Linked DNA regions of Sus scrofa: region 1 is linked to region 2. The links are chromatin contacts, called in public Hi-C maps. All regions are on one chromosome and are shown on one strand. Each heading gives the region's core, a stretch centred on a gene start, on an enhancer-like site or on the middle of the called end of the contact. The rest is flanking DNA. Distances are from core to core; before and after follow the strand shown.

Evidence for each region. Hi-C and Micro-C count contacts between places; a contact is called where the count stands out from the background.
Region 1: a Hi-C map of alveolar macrophages shows a contact between it and region 2, with 2.1 times the contacts expected there. The contact joins the promoter of RPP14 here to the promoter of FLNB in region 2. A contact is called at or near these places in 3 of 5 promoter capture datasets (fetal liver, fetal skeletal muscle and liver) and 6 of 47 Hi-C or Micro-C datasets (alveolar macrophages, embryonic fibroblasts, fetal heart ventricle and 3 more).

Annotation. Positions count from the first base shown.
Region 1 is chr13:40,057,679-40,064,739 of Sscrofa11.1, reverse strand. It overlaps RPP14 (ribonuclease P protein subunit p14), which reads right to left and starts at 2,562. Exons shown (of 6, transcript XM_021069098.1): 1 at 2,294-2,562. LOC100515579 (hydroxyacyl-thioester dehydratase type 2, mitochondrial) reads right to left here and starts at 2,591. Exons shown (of 5, transcript XM_021069097.1): 1 at 2,294-2,591.
Region 2 is chr13:39,785,213-39,792,349 of Sscrofa11.1, reverse strand. FLNB (filamin-B) reads right to left here and starts at 3,091. Exons shown (of 46, transcript XR_002337597.1): 1 at 2,161-3,091.

The DNA of each region.
Region 1 (7,061 bases), core at 1,313-3,812, 270 kb before region 2:
GGCTCCCTTGGTATGTCATCTCTTAACATTGTCTTTGTTTAATATGTGGTTCCCCCAACTAAAGGGACAGGAAATTGAAGCCTATCCAAGGAAAGGAACTTTTCCAAGGTCACATAGCTGTAGACCAGCATTCACAAAAACCTCTCCGGTCCCAGTTCCAACCACTCCCAGAAGACAACCTCAAGAGAAAATGAGAAGTCAAGGTCAAAGCCACTACATCCAACCACCTATTCAACAAATATGAGTATTTCCTGAGTCTGGCACAGAGTATTCAACAAACACTTATTGAATACATGACTGATTAAATGGTGGTAGCATTCAAGGGTGTCTCATTTCTCTTTTCTTTTTCCATCGCGCCCACAGCACATGTAGTTCCTGGGCCAGGGATCAAATCTGAGATGCAGCTACAGCAATGCTGGATCCTTGACCTACTTTGCCACAGTGGGAACTCTTGTTTCAGGACTGCAGTAGTTCACGGTGCTCCCTTCTCAATCACTACAATCTCCCCTGACTGGAAGGGCAGGGAGGACAGTATCCTCAATCATTTCATTCATTGCCTGGCACACAATAGGTGTTTATTAAACATTACTGATTGCCTTAGTGGAGGTGGCTGCCTGAGGTAGAGTGAGATTGGGCCTGGGGCTTAGGATGCCAATAACAAAGAAGACTTAAGGAGTATTCTGGAAATGGATAGTGGTTATAGTTGTACAACTATGTGACTATACTTCTTGCCAATGAAGTGTATATTTAGAAATAGTAAATTTTTCATTATGTTTATTTTATATTAAAAAAAAAACTGTAGGAGCAAGTGTTTATTGAGCAGTCACCTCTGACAGGCCTGGGTCTCAGAGTGACAGCACCGCCCTCTGCAGGTTGTCCTGAAACTAAAGGAGATGATGCCTGGGAAGCCCTCCCTACAGCCCAGTATATTCATTCACCAGGCTCACTGGGAAAATGTGAACACTTCTAAGTGGCTGTCATTATCATCATCTCTGAAGCCGGCCTTTTTGATGGCTGCAAGGATGCTCATTACCTTATCTATTAGCAGTAGATGTCCCTGCTTCCCTCCCTAATCTAACCGGGTGACCCTATTAAAACCTTAATAAGCCCCTTTCCTCAAGGCTTGAAGCCTTGAGTAAAGCCAAAGTCTTTACATCTAAGGTCCAACCTGATCTGTACCATTGCTTCCTCCCATCCCTCTGACCTCCTGTCCTACCACTCTCCTCTGCTCAGTCTCTTCTACCACACAGGCCTCCTAGCTCTTTCCCTCCCAGCTTTTCCATTCGCTGAAAATACTCTTCCTCCAGACAGCCACATGGTTCATTCCCTTGCCTCCTCCATAGCTTTACTCAATTTCACCCCTCAATGTGTTCCAGTGGCATTTCTATCTAATGTCACCCCCCCACGCCACTGCTCTATTTTTTCCTCAGAGCATACACCACTCTGTAGGTATACAGAACATAACTATGAAATCCACTTATTTTTTGGAGGGGTGGGGTGCGTTGGCGGCGAGGGGTTAGTTCTGGGGTCGAACCACCCCATAGCAGTGACAACACCAGATCCTTAACCCGCTGAGCCACCAGGAAACTCTGAAATTCTTTAATTCTCGTCTGCACTCCGCCCTGCTCCTCCCCCCTCCCACCCCGGCCTTACCAGAATGTACAATCCAAAGAGAAACAGGCATCTTTCCCTTGTTTTCTGCTGTTTCCCAGGAGGCTAAAACAGTGCATCACATACAGTAGGCACTCAGTATGTAATTACAGGACATAAACGATATAAAAATTTTAAAAAGCTCGGTCCTCTACTGTTTGGAGATTAAATTGTTAAGCTATCAGCCACTTAGGCTGGTGTTTTGTTTTATTTTGCTTTTTAGAGTTGCACCTAAAGCATATGGAGGTTCCAGGTTAGGGATCGAATGGAAGCTAGGGCTGCCAGCCTTACACCACAGCCACAGGAACGCAGTATCCTTAACCCACTCACTGAGCGAGGCCAGGGACCGAACCAGCAACATAATGGTTACTAGTCGGATTCGTTTCCACGCTGCCACAACAGTGGAACTCGACACCTGAACTGTTTTAAACAATAAGTAAAGCAGGCTAACTTTTTTCGATGACCGTCGGCGTCGACTGGGCGCCCACCTGGGGCCGAGTGCATGCCCCCTGCACATGTGGTCCCGTTCAGTCCTCCCGCCGCCCTCTGCAAAAAAGACCACGTTGTACAAAAGCCCAAGGAGATTCTCAGCACCGCCTCGCCTTCGGCCTGGGGCGCTGAGCGACCTGAGCTGTATAGGTACCTCAGGCGTCTCCGCGCTGCCTGCCGTCGCTCCCGCCTTGCGCGTGCCTTCCTGGCGCGCGCATCCACGCGTCACTAGCGCGGCCAACTAAGTCCACTGCCGGAAAACAGCCACGCTACTACGTACTTCCGTCTACCTGCTCTCCGAGAGATTAGCCTGACTCCTATTCACTGCAAGAATCCCTCAAGGCTTGGAACCTCTCGGCAAAGGCTGGAGCCTAAGCACGAACTAGAAAACTCCGGGGTCTTTACGTTTGGCTTCTGTCTGCCCCGACCCCGGATGCGTGACGGCTCGGGCGGATATGACGTCACAGCGCGGCGTTTTCCCGAAGGACCCGGGCGTGACTCGGGATCTGAAGCTCGCCAGGCTTAGCGCCCTCTCGTGCCCACTCAGCCTCTGGTGCGGCAAGCCGTGTGTGACTGAGGGCGTATTCAGACTGAGAGCTTTTTTCTTAGTCATTCATTTACTCAGGTATTCATTCGTTCAGAAAAATTGTATCTAGCATTTCTTCTGCTGAGCATCTCCTATGTAAAGTATTCCCCAAGGGCAAGACCCGTTCTCAGTGTCTCTTTTGGCTCATAGCACATAGTTTTTCTGTCTGGATTGACATGAAAAGTCCCAGATAGCCCTATTTCCAAATCTAAGACAATAGTTTCATTTATTCGTTTATTAAATAAGTACTTACTGAGCCCGTATTATGTGCTAGATGTTGGAAACAAAAGATAGGGCACTTGTATTCATGAAATAAACAAAACCCCATACAGTGTGGATTAATAATAATAGTAGTATTAATAGCTAATATTAATCAAATGCTTACGTATGCCAGGCACTATTAGCCTTTCAAGCGGCAAGCAGTCGAACTTAGGTTCGGTGGTAACAGCCTCCTCCAGTTAGACATGTGTCTGTGTCTAGGTATGCACATACATACATAGACACATAAGTATAATGTCTAGATGGGTCCCAAGGGGACTGATGGAGGAAGGATTGGGCTGTGTGGAGGGTGTAAGAGATCCTCACATTGTTTCAGCATTCGTTTTTGTTTGATTTCTTTTAAAGTGATAGGGCATCATTTTTATAATACTGATAGTAAGTAAAATTTAGGCTCCCAAGAGGGAGTCTTGGACCATACCCTTCTGCATGCCTCTCCTTTCACATGGAAGAATAGACTTCCTTAAGATGTCACCTCCCACCCCCATCTGCCAAGGTTGGAGAGAGGAGGTAGAAAATGCAGACTCAGGAGTTCCCGTCGTGGCGCAGTGGTTAACGAATCCTACTAGGAACGATGAGGTTGCGGGTTCGGTCCCTGCCCTTGCTCAGTGGGTTAAGGATCCGGCGTTGCCGTGAGCTGTGGTGTAGGTTGCAGACACGGCTCGGATCCCGCCTTGCTGTGGCTCTGGCGTAGGCCGGTGGCTACAGCTCCGATTCAACCCCTAGCCTGGGAACCTCCATATGCCGCAGGAGCGGCCCAAGAAATAGCAACAACAACAACAACAAAAGACAAAAAGACAAAAAAAAAAAAAAAAAAAAGAAAATGCAGACTCACTGTCCCTTATCTGCAATTCTAAAATCGAAGAAAAATCTGAAGACTAAATCTTTCTTCATTAGGTGCAATGCTTAATCTGAACCTAGGTGAAACATTTTGTAGCTTCTGTCCCATTTGCTGTGGATATGCACATTGTATACATCAGAAATATGGATACATTTGCTCATGTAAAGCAGCCCCAGGCCCCACAGGGGTGGGGGCGGGGGGTTATACAACCTATGGTATACATACCATAACAGCCCTCTAAAATCTGAGAATTTCTGGAGTTCTTGCTCTAGCACCACAGATTAAGAATCTGGCATTTTCTCTGCAGTGGGGGTTTGAACCCTGGCCTGCTGCAGTGGGTTGAGGATCAGGTGTTGCCACAGCTACGGTACAAGTTGAGTCTGCAGTTTAGATTCAATCCATGGCCCAGGAACTTCCATATGCTCTAGGTGTGGCCAAAAAAAAAAAAAAAAAAGCTGAAAATTTCTTTTTTTTTTTAATCTATATTCAAAGATTAACTTTATTTTTTTTACTTTTTTTATTACTCAAATGAATTTATCATATCTGTAGTTGTATAATGATCATAACAATCTGATTTCACAGGATTTCCATCCCACAGCCCAAGCACATCCCCCACCCCCCAAACTGTCTCCTCCGGAGACCATAAGTTTTTCAATGTCTGTGAGTCAGCATCTGTTCTGCAAAGAAGTTCAGTCTGTCCTTTTTTCAGATTCCACATGTCAGTGAAAGCATTTGATGTTGGTGTCTCATTGTATGGCTGACTTCACTTAGCATGATAGTTTCTAGGTCCATCCATGTTGCTAAGAATGCCAGTATTTCATTATTTTTAATGGCTGAGTAATATTCCATTGTGTATATGTACCACCTCTTCTTGATCCACTCCTCTGTCCATGGACATTTAGGTTGTTTCCATGTCTTGGCTATTGTAAATAGTGCTGCAATGAACATCGGAGTATGTGTGTCTTTGCGAGTCGTGGTTTTCTCTGGATAGATGCCCAGGAGTGGGATTGCTGGATCAAATGGTAGTTCTATTTTTAGTTTTCCGAGGAATCTCCATCCTGTTTTCCACAGTGGTTGCACCAATTTACAATCCCACCAACAGTGTAAGAGGGTTCCTTTTTCTCCACACCCTCTCTAGCACTTATTGTTTGTAGACTTTTTGATGATGGCCATTCTGGCTGGTGTAAGGTGGTACCTCAGAGTGGTTTTGATATGCATTTCTCTAATAATGAGTGATGTTGAACATCTTTTCCTGTGTTTTTTGGCCATCTGTATGTCTTCTTTGGAGAACTGTCTGTTTAGATCTTCAGCCCATTTTTTGATGGGGTGAAAATTTCTGAATTCAATAGCACATCTGGCTTTGAAAGATGTGGTAATGGATTGTAGACCTACAGTCACACTCATAGTTGCTCTTCAGTGACAGTTACCCAGTCCCAGCCAGCACTGACTTTGGGTCATGTTTTATTGTTACCTTAGTGCCACTTTCTTTCCCTAAGAATCCTTTCTTCTCCTCTCATTCCCTGCTGGAGCTTGGCAGCCTTCTAGGTGTGCCCTGAGGTTCCTAGTCATTTAACCCCTTGAGGGTTTAGAGGCCAAAGATGCAGAAACCAAGGAAAGAACAATTCCTCCAGGACCTGAGAGACAGGGACTGTCCTGTTGCTTGAAGGATGTCCATTCTCTCCCTCTCCCCCTGGCTAGGCTTATGATCCCACGAGACCTTCATCCCAGTTACAAACACTGGCAACCCCAGGCCCATATCCTGGCGATTTCCAGCTCAGAATGCAACAACACTTGGCCTCAGGGTAGCTGGGGTTACCAGGACAGCAGCCTCCGAACTGTTGCCCTCTGGCCCTGACCATGGCAGGTAATTTGAGGACATTGCCACTGTCCCACCTGTGACCACTCCCACTGCTTTTTTGCTTCCTTTTAGGGAATGGAGGGGTTCTGCAAACATCAACCAATTTGGGAGGGATGAGAAGGGGAGAGAGAAGTGGCTGATGGAAAAGCCCAGTCCATATGGTTAAAAGAGTGATGTAGGAAGATTTGAAAAATGAAGGATCAGAAGAGTCAGGCTTCCATCTGTTAGGGGAGTGTTGCTGTGTGTGCCTGTGCATATGGTGATGGAGACAGACAGATATTGAAACTGAACATAGCCCTGTGGGGCTCCTGGGAACAAAAGACTTTATGTGTCCCCCATTTGTCATTCTTAAGAAATCGGCCTCATTCAGCCACCATGACCTTCCCTGAGTTCCTAGGGTCAGGTTCAGACAGTTGCTGATCAGGGAAGGAAGGGGATGCAAAGACCAGGGAGGAACAGTCAAGAAAAAATAGTACAGCATTTGGGCAGGATCCTGGTTCCCTCTCAAGGGATACACATAATGATGTAGGCATCTTATACACTTAAAAGTTCTATTCCTTATGCTTCTTTAGAAATGAATACTTTAAAACTGAACAGCCTAGAGTCCTTCCTTGTCCTTCTCCCTGACTTCATTGCACCCTAAACACAATCACCCATAAACTAAAGATTAGGCAGCCTGAGCACAATTGCCCGTGGGTTAAAGATTATTAGTACTTGATGTTTTTCAGGAACTTTCCTATTTTGTTCTAATCTGTGATCAATATGCCCTTTTTACAAGTACAGTTATTCTAGGCAATAATCCAGAAGACCACTATCATGATCATGCCAGATCTCTCGACTCCAGCTTTGATGACTAAGATTCCCCCAAAGAAAGAAGAATGCCTGTTTGTCCCAATCCTGATTCCTATCTGAAAACCCGTTTTTCTCCTTTTTAGTATAAAACTCCTCACAATTCTTTCTAATGGGGGGCATAGTCTTGAAAGCATTAGCTTGCTGTGCTCCCACCCCTTGCCTGGCAAAGCAATAAAGCTATTTTTTTCTCCTTTACTCAAAACTCCGCCTCTGTGTTTCAATTCTGCACTGGCAGATGGAGGCCGAATTCTGACAGCAATAGGAGACAAAGTGATGAAACAGAGATGAGGCAAGAGGTGGGGGAAGAGAGATAGAGAAAGACCTAGAGATTTTTTCTGCAATGCTCCCAAACCTGCCAAAGAGTATTTCAGCAAACATTTCTGAAACAGACCGGATGAATTGCCACTTTTAGTAAAGACTTCTTGGTCTAATACTGTTGTCTAACCCAGGTTCATGCACCTGATGCACAGTAAGCCACACAAACTGAAACACTGGAATCTGGAGTAGAG
Region 2 (7,137 bases), core at 1,842-4,341:
GAACCATGAGATTGAGGGTTCGATCCCTGGTCTCGCTCAGTGGGTTAATAATCTGGCGTTTCTGTGGCTCTGGCGTAGGCTGGCAGCAATGGCTCTGATTAAACCCCTAGCCTGGAAACCTCCATATGCCGCAGGTGCAGTCCAAAAGACAAAAAAAAAATAAAGAAATAAAAGGAGAAAATAAAATAAAACAATATAAATTGTGGTGGGAAGAGGTCCATAGCAAGAAGCTGCCAACAATCCACAGGCCACAACTGGGGAAGGGGAGGCTAACCCTGGAATGTCAGGAAAAGGGAAGAAGCTATGGCCTGGGTGGGTTCAGGAATGAAAATCACAAGGATCAAGTAGAAACATGTAAGGGACCAGACAAACTCTAGAATGAGACCCTCAATTTCAGGGCACCAAAGGGAAGCCATGCGGGAGGCAGCTGCAGACTCTGTCAACAGTTGGTAAAGTGGGCAGTCCAGGATTTTCTGGTGCTGTGGTCTGATGTTTGTTTTGGTTTTTAAGATTTCTTGCCATGCATGTTTGGATACTCCTGGTTTACTTTAAGTTTCTTTGTTCAGTTAATTAAATAAATACACATTTTTCAGGCAAAGAACAAGGGATCCAAGTTGAGCCCTGTAGCCCTGGAGATTCCTCAGTGGGAAAGCTGGTTTCTGAAAAGGAAAGAATTCCAGGAGAAATCTGAGGTTCCCCCTTCCCTCATTACAGAAGATGGGCCCCCAAAAGAAGAGAGCATGCCACACAGCTTCCTTGTGCAGGGAAGCCACCCTCCAGAGGGAGGCTGACGGGGCGGTGGCTGCTGCCTGGGCCCAGGAAGCAGCCCCACCTGCCAGGACAGGTGTGGGGGAGGGTGGGGAGAGGATGAGGAGACTCAGCCCAGAGGGAACCCCTTTTAGGCTGGAAAGTCCCAGCAGTCACACCCAATGCCCCTCCTTCCTGTCAGGGGGTTAATAGAAGGCCTGGCCTCCTCAAGAAGGGACCCTAGACCCAGGCCTGGGCCAGCTGCTCAATGGCAAGAGGCTCACCTGGCAGAACATGCATACAATGTATGTGCACACCACGCTGTGCACAGACTGCACATATACTCACAAACGCACACTACACACCCCTGACTCCTACCCTTACAACCCACACCCTCAGCAGCCTTATGACCCTGCGGGAAGCCCTCCACTAGCCCTGGTCCTAGCGGGGACCTCACCCTCATCACTCCTCCCCAGCCTTGGGGGGAGAGGAACCCAACGCCAACTCCCTCCCTCCTCTCAGGAAGACCCTGGTGTGGGGAGGGCGGGGAGAGGAAGGCCAAGTCTCCTTTAATTGTCACCCGCTTCCTTCAATTCTCGGCTAGACCCTCTCTACTTCCATAGCCCTGGGCAAGCCCGTTAACCCTCTGGACCCTCTTGTCTTACACGCCCCAACTCACGGGGTGTGTAAGGACCGAGTTAACAGGAGGCTGTTGGCACACAGCGCGCACTAGCTCCCTACAAGCGGCCGCTACCGCCGCCGACTCTCAATAGTATCTTCAGAGGCGAGAGCTGGCTCAGCTCGCAGCGCGGGGCCAGAGCGAGCGCGAATGCCACACCCCCGGGCTCCCCTTCCGGAGACGGCGAGGGAGGGTCCCAGGCCCCCGTCTCCACCTAGGCGGCAGGGCCCCAGTTTCGGAGCACACTCCCTCCCCAAGGCCTCCGCACCTGGCCTCCGAGCCAACGCCCATCAGGCGACCGCCCAGCGCATCGGCCTGGGCGCAGCTGGGCGAGCGCTCCAGGGAGCGTCTGACTAGGGCCCCACCCCCGGGGACTGCCGACCAGAGGTTTCCAGTCCCCCAGCTTCCGCAGGGGCACCCCAAGTGCCACAGCCCGCACTCCCCCCAAGCGGCCCCAACATGAACCCTCAACCCATCGCCCGCCAAAGGCGCACGGCCCCGGCGCAAGGCAAGGAACTATCACTGTAAGACAGCACCCCAGGGAACGGCATGCAGGAGGGTGCCTAGGTCCCCTTTGTCCTCACCCCCACCCACCCCGGCCTCTGTGCCCACATCCAGCCGGTGGCTGCTGGACGCGGCGGAGGCGCGCGACAGGGAGCCTCAGTCTCCTCAGGGGCGCACGCGCGGGGGCGCGAGAAGTACACGCCGGCGCACGGCTCGGCCAGGGCACTCACCGATGGACACGAGCTTGATGTTCTCACGGTCCAGGAACTCGAGCGCCACGGACACGTTCTCAAGCTGCATCTGGCGGAAGGTGGGCCGCTGGTGGTACTTGCGGTACATGTGCTTCTGGCTAAGCACCTCCAGCAGCGCGATGAGCCGAAGCCCGTCGCTCAAGTCGGTCTGCAGGTTTCCGATGCGTTTGTTCACGCACTTGAGGTGCTCGTTGCACCAACGCGTGAACGTGTTCTGCTGGATCTTCTTCCAAGGCGCGTCCTCCGCCAGATCCTTCTCGGTTACCGGCATCTTGGCGGCGGGGAGAGCGCTATGAGCAGTGAGCTGCCGGGGACTGGCGTCGGGAGGCCCAAGGGCCGGGGGAGCGAAAACCAAAGCGGAGCGGGAGCGGGGCTCGAACTCGCTGCTACCAAAGCCGCGGCCGGGACTGCTCTGCGCCCGCCTGCCCCTGGCCGCGCGAGGCGCCTGGCCCCGCGCCTGCGCACTGAGACGACCCGCCCCTGAAGCTCCGCCCCGTCCCGACCCTCTGGCGGGAGTTCCCGGGTCACGCTTGCCCCCTGCAGCTCCAAATGAGCACTGCGCCCTGCGAGCTGCAAGGCGTCCGGGACCGGCGCTCGGTGTTCATTGCCTCTGCAGAAGAAAGCTAGGCAGGAGATGTCCGGCTACTCAAGAGGAAGGTCACCAGGTCCCATAGTGAGGGCACTTGCAGAAGTAGGGATCTGGGCTGGACGGAATGGACAGGGACGACGGCGTAGATCACAGGGAATGGAGTTGGTGCAGAAGGTACTTTTTCCATCTAGGTTCAATAAGATTCCATAAGGATTTTTATTGAGTTCCTGCTGTGCCAGGCACTATGTTAGGTCCTGGAGGACATCGTGAAAGTAATGGACATTTTACTTTTCATATTAATTAAACTCGTATGAATTGTCAGTCACAGTATTTATTGAGTGCCTACTGCGTGCTAACCTTCCTAGAGCTTGCCAACCAATGATAAGACAAACTTATAACTTAACCTAGACTTCATAGACTAATATATGAGAAAAATATAAAACCATCACAAAAAGCTTAATGGCAGTGATACAAATGAATGATAATTTACTGTGTGTATTAGTTTCCTAATGCTCCTGTAACAAATTACCAAAGCTCTGTTTTTAAAAAACAAAAACACACATTGTTATCTTGCTTTTTTTTAGTTTAGAGTCCCTCACTTGTCTCACTGAGCTAAAATCCAGGTATTGGCAGGATGCATTTCTTTCTGGAGGCTCAAGGGAAGAATCCATTCCCTTGCCCTTTCCAACTTCTGGAAGCTTCCTGAATTTCTTGGCTATGTCCTCTTCCTCCATCTTCAAAACCAGCCACATCAGGCTGAGTTTTTCTACACTGTTATCTCTCCCATTCTCCATAGTCACATCTTCCTCTAATTATCTTAAGGATCCATCTGGGAAGAGGCATTGGGCAGAATGAATGTCAAGGGCTTCCAGCTGTGGAAGAAGCCAGCAGATCTGTGGTTGGGATGCTCTATAACAGGTCATTTGTAAACAAGGTAAAGTGCTTTCTTCTGACAGATTGCCTCACTCACTGGAAATGCTCAAAACAGCCTTGAGGGAGAGAAGGTATTATTACCTGGCCCTGACCCTAGCCCATTGTTGAGATCAATAATTTTTTGAAGGCTCATTCCCCTCTTGAGTGATTAAGTGAAGAGATTTGCTGGAGGTCAGTTGGTAAGGACTGGATAAAGCTGAACTTGAACCTAGGTCTAACTCCAAAGTATGTACTACACCTAAAAGCCCCCATGCTCTTCCCAGCTTGGGCCTTGCCTTTGTGAGTAGCAGATTCACCAGTAGGCAGTGTTGGTAATGTTACCTACCCCGTGCCCAAGGGTTCTTGTTCCTCATGCTTTCTTCCACCCAAAGGCACTCATCAAAATGTATCAGCCAGGGCCTCATTCCCAAAGGGACATCCTCTCTGCTATTAGGTGAGACTGGGACTAATGCGATCACTTCAGCTCACTCAGCAGCTGATAATGCACCAAAGTTCTTTTTTTGGGGGGGGGGGCACACCCGCAGCATATGGAGGTTCCCAGGCTAGGGGTCTAATTGGAGCTGTAGCCGCCAGCCTATGCCAGAGCCACAGCACCTCCGCTCCGAGCCACGTCTGCGACCTACACCACAACTTACAGTAATGCCGGATCCTTAACCCACTGAGCAAGGCCAGGGATCAAACCCAAATCCTCATGGATGCTAGTGGGATTTGTTAACTGCTGAGCCATGATGGGAACTCCTAAAGTTCTCCTTTCTTATGAGATATTTCTGTTTTCACCAGACCTTGACACGAATAACTAAATTTAAGTTCTGCATGTAAATTAATATCCAGTCCACTTCACTCTGAGTGAGACATCCTTGTCTTAGGATGTGTCTGGTGAAACTCTCCATCCAATTAGAAGACACTTAAGAGTTCACTAGAAAGCAGTTTATGCGGAGTGACCAGGACTCAGCAACCATGATGGAGCATGATGGAGGAGGGTAGCCTTAGTGACAAGGTCTTTAAGTGGCCCTTTATCAATATTTGATAAAAGATGAGGGCCAAACACCTCAAGGCATGCATTTTTGCAGGGAGCATTTTAACTGCATTCTACAGGTTTGCCTGACAAAGACAATAAATACCAAATCTTCACAATAGCCAAGACATGGAAGCAACCTAAATGTCAATTGACAGATGAATGGATTAAGAAGATGTGGTATGTATACACAATGGAATACTACTCAGCCATAAAAAGAACAAAATAATGCCATTTGCAGCAACATGGATGGAGCTAGAGACTCTCATACGAAGTGAAGTCAGAAAAAGAAAGACAAATACCATATGATATCATTTATATCTGGAATTTAATATAGGGCACAAATGAACCTTTCCACAGAAAAGAAATTCATGGACTTAGAGATCAGACTTGTGGTTGCCAAGGGGGAGGAGGAGGGAGTGGGATGGACTGGAAGTTTAGGGTTAATAGATGCAAACTATTGCATTTGGAGTGGATAAGCAATGAGATCCTGCTGTATAGCACAGAGAACTATATCTAATCACTTGTGATGGAACAGGATGGAGGATAATGTGAGAAAAAAGAATATATATATATAAATACAAAATCTTGGAGGTCCCTCGTGGCTCAGTGGGTTGAGGATCCGGTATTATCACTGCTGTGGCACAGGTTTGATCCCTGGTCTGGAACTTCCACATGCCATGGGCATGGCCAAAAAAAGAGCGGGGGTGGGGGGTTGGTAAGGAAAAGGAAACAGGTGAAACTAATTATAAATTTTAACCAAAGTTAGACTGACCAACTATCCTGGTTTGCCCAAGATTAAAGAATTTCCTAATATGCAGGCCTTTCATTGCTAAAAGTAGGAAAGCCTCTGGCAAACCAGAACAAGTTGATTAGCCTCCCTAATATATTCAAAAGGTTATCCTTTCAACTTACCATCCCTATTTTTAAATGTTTTTATGTATTTCCTTTTGGGGGTTACTGTCTTCAAAATCTGATGTGAATTTTATACTTAAAGTGTATCTTAAATCAGACCTGGCGCATTGCCCAAGCTCAGGAGCTGCCTTTGGCTGCTGGTGGCAGTCATACCAGACAGTGCAGGCATAGAGATATGCTTGATATAGAAATCAACCAGTTAATGAGCTGGAAACCCATAATGCTCTCCCCAGGATCCTGACCTTATGAAACCTTCCTCCACACTTTAGGAACCCCAGCCCTGTGAGAGGGGTTCCAGGTGAACCTGCTTTCTGAGGTTTCTGAACATCTTGGAGTCCACAGCTAGGGTAGCATGTCAAGATATTCATAACAGTAAAAATAGTAGAAGTGATAATAATAATAGAAGCTTCTGTCATTCTTCTCTAATCATCACAACAAATCCAGGAGGTGTTATTATTATCTCCATTTTACAGGTAACAAAACTGAGGTGGAGAAGGGTAGTCAAAGACCTAAGATCACAGAGTGAGAAACACTGGATACTAAGGAAGGGCTAAGAAAGACAATAGTCATGATTAAATGCAGGGCCTGGGCTGCCCCTGACTTTGATTCCTTACTTGCAACCTACATCAACAATATACCTCTTAGGAGTTTTGACAAGTGAGAAGCTATGTGTAGAGCACTTAGCATGTACTTTTCTGCCAAGAGAGCTGATGCTGCTGTGGTTATTGTGATGATGACGTGAGTAGACAACAAAGAGCGAAGACTGGAAATTCCAGGTTTAGAAGCCCACTTTCCAAAGGGAACAGAGAGGAAGAACCAGGACTTGCAAAATGAATTTATGTCCTCCCCAGATGCATTTATGTCCTTTCCCCCAGGGTGGAGGCCTTCTCAGTTGTAATTTTACACCAATGTCATACCCTGCCAGCAAGAAAGAGAAGCAAAATATAAAGAGACAATTTGCTCTGTCTCCACCCTTTAGAGGAAAAGGAGCTTGTTGTCTCAGCAGCTGCCTGGAGAAGCAGGAGGGTTCTCTCTCCACCGCCAACCCTGACTGCACAGGTCCCAGGTCTCTCTGGCGGGGAGAGGGGGAAGGGGTGCTAGGAGAACTGGCCTTCCCCAAAAGGGGTGGCAAAAGGTAGTGGCATTTTGCAGGCTCAGAGGCTCCACCTGTCAGCCCTGCCCTGAGTTAAGGTGGGGGCAACTGGTAAGCAGGCTGCTAGGAGAAGTCATAGACCTTCACCCCAACTCTCCCACTCACCCACTGGCTAAGGTGGAGATCAGAATGGGCAGAGCAGTGTGCGTGAATACCATTCTTCACTGGATTGACACAGCAGGCTACCTGATTGTAAGTTTCTGTTTTCTCCTTTGATCCTACAACTGTAGTAATTGGCCACTTCCTAGTGCCAGGTACTGAGTTAAGCATCATATCTATGTAGTATCTTTTATAATCTTCTCAAGAGGAGTTGTGCTGTGGTGTATAGTGGGTTAATGACCCAGCTTGTCT